2 separate regions of the Triticum aestivum genome follow, and region 2 is linked to region 1. Evidence: chromatin contacts called from public Hi-C data. All regions are on one chromosome and are shown on one strand. The core of a region is the stretch at or near the end of the contact, and the rest is flanking DNA. Distances in the headings are between cores, read along the strand shown.

Evidence for each region. Hi-C and Micro-C count contacts between places; a contact is called where the count stands out from the background.
Region 2: a Hi-C map of leaf shows a contact between it and region 1, with 6 times the contacts expected there. The contact joins the promoter of LOC123069030 here to the promoter of LOC123069029 in region 1. A contact is called at or near these places in 3 of 5 Hi-C or Micro-C datasets (leaf and an unstated tissue).

What each region holds. Positions count from the first base shown.
Region 1 is chr3B:140,191,691-140,194,506 of IWGSC CS RefSeq v2.1, forward strand. It overlaps LOC123069029 (wall-associated receptor kinase-like 20), which reads left to right and starts at 1,397. Exons shown (of 3, transcript XM_044491761.1): 1 at 1,397-2,379; 2 at 2,471-2,533. The coding sequence starts at 1,566.
Region 2 is chr3B:140,388,865-140,391,680 of IWGSC CS RefSeq v2.1, forward strand. It overlaps LOC123069030 (aromatic aminotransferase ISS1), which reads left to right and starts at 1,455. Exons shown (of 11, transcript XM_044491766.1): 1 at 1,455-1,572; 2 at 2,150-2,394; 3 at 2,522-2,614; 4 at 2,709-2,756. The coding sequence starts at 2,552.

The DNA.
Region 1 (2,816 bases), core at 147-2,646:
ATATGAACGCCGAATATATCATCATGGAAAACAGGTTCAAGGGCTACTATGGGAGTCCTGGACTAGGAGGTCCTCGGGCGTCCGGTCTATTGGATGTGGGCCGGACTGATGGGCCGTTGAGATACAACATAGAAGATCTCGTGTACGGTGGGGACACCCGTATGCGTGAATGGCAAGTATAGGTGTCCGATATGTTATTCCTTTCTGTAAAACCGGCTTTGTACAACCCTAAGCCCCTCCGGTGTCTATATAAATCGGAGGGTAGATCGGAGGCAGGATCACAACATTGCTAGGCTAGCTGATCTAGGGTTAGCCGAATCGATCTCGAGGTAGATCAACTCTTGTAACCCCTATACCCTTTGAATATAATCAAGCAGGAGTAGGGTTTTACCTTCATTAAGAGGGCCCGAACCAAGGTAAATATTGTGTCCTTTGTCCATAGTTACCATTGGTCCTCAGACATACAACTTGGGCCCCCCTACCCGAGATCTGCAGGTTTTGACACCGACACTCATCAACCTTCAGGCGTCCACTGCTTTGCAGGGCGGCGTTACTTTCGAGCGTCTCTTTGATCGTTCTCCTGATTACTCGGCGCTTCATTTGTTTGGTTGTTCTTCTAGCCCCTCGTGAACGCACCAAACTGTCCGCTCAGTCTGTTGAGTGTGTCTTCTTAGGATACAATGATGAGCACTGTTGAGTGGGTCGGCTCATTCGTGCCCTCGTGGGTGTTCGGCGAGTGAATTTTCCTAACTCCAATCAACTGACTAGAAAGAGGGTTTCTCGAAGGACTACAACAGCCGCCAGGGAACTTCTGAGCCCGTGGCTGCCATTTCGGGGTTGAGAGACGGGGGACCTCAGACCTTTAAGAGCTTTATGTTCTTCGTCAACGTCTAGTTATCATCGTAGCTTATTGAGAATAAAATTACTCGTTTTTTCTATGTGGTGCCACAAGGTTAAAGAGTTTTGTGTCCTCACTGATTTGATTATTCAGATGTGATGAGGTTATCTTAGTGTGTCAAGTTTTTTTGTTGATTTAATTTTATGAAGGTGAAATCTTACACTAACATCATACTGAAAATATTGTGATTCAACAACCTGAACCTCTAAGGTATCATCCCCGCCCAACCAGGTTCATTGATCAAGGCCTCCCATCTTTCTGAATGGGCGACTAAAAGATACTTTCAAAAATCTTTCTGAAAAGGGTGACAACGTTGCTTCACTCCAGATCGACTGAATCGTATCGTTTTGGATGTACGACTCAACATTGTTGGTGCGGGACGAAGGTAGAGCGGCAAAGTCGTCAGTGAAGCGAAGCCAAGATACTGCTCCAGATAACACGACACTCCACATGGGTCCCCGGGTAATAAGCTTCAAACAGATGCAAACAGGGTAAGCCTTGTTGGTTTCCAAGATAAGCTTCCAAATGGCACTAGTCAAGGCGGCTGCCAAACGAGTCAAACATTTCCGACCTTCCGCTCAACGCAACCACAAACATTCAACCACACCTTAAATGGTTCGCGGATCGATCAGCCACCCGTACAGCAACGGCAAAGAAGCTTGAAGCAATGGCGAGACCGTTTTGCGGCCGTCGTCCCCTGTTCCTCTTCGAGGTTACGGCAGTCGCCATCCTCGCGGCGCTGTTGCCGCTGGGCGGCCATGCGCGGGTCTGCCCCCCGTGCGGCTCGACGGCGGTGCCGTACCCGCTGAGCACGGCGGACGGGTGCGGCGACCCAGCGTACAAGGTCCGGTGCGCGGCCGGCACGTCGACGCTCTTCTTCGACGCGCTCAACGGCACCTCCTACCCGATCACCTCCGTGTCCCCGGCGGCGCAGCGCCTCGTGGTCGCCCCGGCGCCGCTGGTGTCCAGCGACACGTGCGTGTCCGTGGGGGCCCCCGCCGGGCGCGGCGTGCAGCTGGACCCGTCGCTGCCGTTCAACGTGAGCTCCTCCAACACCATCATGCTCCTCAACTGCACCTCCGCGCTGCTGCGCTCCCCACTCAACTGCTCGTCCAGCTCGCTCTGCCATGCCTACGCCGACGCCGCGCGGTCGCCCTGCGCGCCGCTGCCGCTCTGCTGCACGTTCGTGGCGGGCGGGTCGTCGACGTCGCACCGGATCCGCGCGTCGCCCGAGCTCTGTAGCGCCTACACCAGCTTCGTGAACCTCGACCCCGCGCAGCCGCCGGCGACGTGGGGCGGCCGCCTCGGCCTCGAGCTGCAGTGGGCAACGCCGAGGGAGCCGCTCTGCCAGACGCAGGCGGACTGCGAGGACGGCGCCAACGCCACGTGCGCCGGCGACCCGGTCGCGGCCGGCGCGGTGCGGCGCTGCCTGTGCGTGCCCGGGCTCGCGTGGGACCCCGTCGCCGGCGCGTGCCAGCAGAGTACGTTGCCGACGAATCATTTTGGTCGAACTGAGCTCGAGCTGGTTCATTTTGGTCATTGGCTCATACCGTGATATGCTTATTTGTGCAGTTCCTTCTGATTGCGAGCGCGCTGGAGACTGCGAGGGATCAAACCGTGCGCCTCTCATCGCAGGTATTACGTCTCTCTGATTACCCTGTTTCAGTCTCATCCTTACTTGCAATTGCAAATCTAGTTTCTCCTCCGGTTCCGGTTTGCTTAGATCAGTGGTGTCATGTCAAGCGACGAACTGTTGCGGTGTGACTGTAGCTAGATATGTTCGGCTCTGACTAAAGAAAACGCCGCATTCACTACAGTTTTGGTCAACATAGGTGGCTTTCTCTCTTAGAAAAACAAGCATTGACTGGCCAGCCCTACGTTGGGTCCTCGTGCTCTGAATTTGGGCTTCGGCAGCGAC
Region 2 (2,816 bases), core at 205-2,704, 200 kb after region 1:
GAACGGCTCCCACAAAGATAGTGGTTGCCTCCCTAAACGCATTCTCTTGTTCAGGAGCTACCGTTACCGTGGGATAGACACCACCAACTCAGAACACGTTCATTGTTGTGAGCCACAAGGTGGTCCTTGTCTGCCAGTGCTTAAAATGTGTTTCAGAACTTTTCCGGTTTTAGAGTAGTGGCGAAGCCATGAGTCGAAAAGTGCCTAAAATAAAGTTTTTGGATTGTTGAAAATATTAGGACTTTCCTGACTAATCTAATCCACGAATATACAGTAGACATGGCAAATAAGGTATGCATCTCATACCGATACCTAAGCATGTGAGCACATACATTACATAGAATTGAAACATATATGAAAAACATATATACGACCAGCACATGAACGAGCAAATAGGGGATGAACGAATCATACCTTCCGGTTGGCTAGGCCAACGCGACGGTAGCGGCCGAGGCCTTCTCCTTGACGGCTTCATCGTCAGCCATGTAGTCAATGCAAGGGAAGTAGTGGAAGTAGAGAAGGACGGATCGGAGCAGTCGCATCGAGACGCTCCCTGAAAACCTTATTGCCGTTCTCCCGTGCAGGATCTCACGACAAGGTTTCGGAGGCGCCTGCTCTTCCAACCAACCGTGCATGCGGTCTTTGGGATGGGATCGCCGGAAGCAGCATATAGAGAGGAACAATAGATGACGACTAGGACTGTGCAAGAGGGAGTGAGTGAATTGAAATAGGGTTCACTCCACAGGCCCGCGCCTCCTTATATAGGCCGTTAGGACAGTGGCACTTCCGTAAACAACTAATTAACCATTATTGACCGGCAAAAATAAGGCTCGGCCCGTTCCCGCAACCCGCAGTGCGCGTGTGGCGTGGTGTGGCGTGGCGTGGCGAGGTGAGGCGGGCGGCGGATGAGGAACGCGCGTGTACAACTTCTATTTCCAAGCTCCCAAATGACATGTGGTAGAGCAACCTTTATAAAGTGTCTCACTCTCTTCTTATGTAGCAGTATGAGACTAACTACCACCACTTGCCATGCACCTAAATGGCCCTTAGAGATTAATCAGAGATTATTTTCTTATATGCCTAAGCTCATTTATAATCCATCATTGTTTTACTGCCTTGACAGTTTATGAATGGATCGATTTTTCTTAAAAAATAAATTCAGAAGGGGAAAACAACCCGTGCATGTGGGCTAGGCTTCAAGAGACGATAAGCCCGAGAACATGTGTCGTGCGTGAGAGTTGATTTCTTCCCGGAAATCAGCCTGTTGAGGCTGTTTTTACAACAACAAAACAAACATGAGCACCGAATGCATGATTCCATGTCGTCTCTCCAACCTCCAGTTCCATGCCGTCACGTCACCGCTCACGCGTGGAACCGATCCGAGCCAACTCAGTTCATGCACGCAGGCACGCCGCGACAAGGACCCGGCGACGCACACGCACCCACCCACCCCCGCCCATCGCGTACTACAAATTACAGTAGTAGAACCCAGGCGCGAGCCGGAGACCGGACGGACGGCGTACAGTCGTCATCACTCATCACCCGCCGCGCAGCCTCCCGACCGGCCGCCCGGTAAGAAGCCAAGCCAAGCAGGCCACTCCTCCTTCCCTCGGCTTTCTCCTCGTGCGGTGCGGGGTAGATAGAGTAGAGTAGTTTCGAGAGTAGATAGACAGAGTAGATCGATCGCGCGTCGCCGTGGACTCGCGGGGTTGGTGGTGGTGCCATCCTCGTCCGTGTGACCGTGTCCGCTGTGTGCGCAGCACGGTGGCTGGCTGGCTGACTGGGTCTGCCTCCATCTCCGGGCCTTTTTGTTCGCACCTGGATTATACTACTGCTAGCCCCCGACTTCCCTGGGAAATGGAAAGTGTTCCTTCCTCGCCAGAGATCTAGCGCCGGTGGTACTACCTTCTCGGCTTCTTTATATTTATAGCCTCAGCTCCCTACTAGGAGTTTGTTTCCCCTGACCATTAATTTGACCAGAATTGTCCGTGCCCCCTAAATCTCGCAGCAGCACAAATTGGGCTCGCATTTTATTTTGACACCAAACGGCTGCTAAAAACACTAGTAGCATACTGGTACTACTTTGTTTTCCTCCCAATAAAATTGCATGCCTTTTGTTTTATCTTGATTAAAGCACACTGTTTTTTAGTCCCCAAGAAGGACAGAGAGGGAGGGAGAGCTCAACGCTTATCCTCCTCCAGCGACCCGGCTAGCCAAGAAAGTCCAGGGGAAGAGACAGAAAAGAAGAACAAGAAAGCAGTGGGAAAAAGAGGCCGGGCTCCTCGAACCTCTCACTATTTCTCCCGTGGCTTCCTTGTCTGCCTGCCTACGCCTTCCCTTGCCTTCGGGGTTGGTGAGCGAGCTCGGGATCAGTTGGCGACTACACACCCAGAGGTTGTTGTCCGAGAATTATTTAGGCCCGCCCCTTTCTTCCTTCCACGCCTTCTTAGACTCGCCTCGCCTCCCTTCTTTGCTCAGTCTTCTCGGATCTCCGGCTCAAATTCGTCTCCCGAATCCCCAGTTCCAGGTTCTCGGAGGAGGGGGGGAAACCATGGGCAGCTTCGCCAAGCTGGCCAAGAGGTGCGTGGAGACGGAGGCGCCGGTCATGGTGAAGGTGAGACAGACCTCCCCACCCCACCTCGTCAACAATCTCCTGCCTTTATTATCCCCAATTTCTTGTCTTATTTGGTGGCTCCTTTTTCTTCCAGATACAAGAGCTGCTTCGAGGGGCCACGGATGTGATGTCGCTTGCGCAGGTAACCCCTGCCTGCAATTCTTGGCGTATTAACCTATCATTGTGTTTGTTCCTGTGTTGT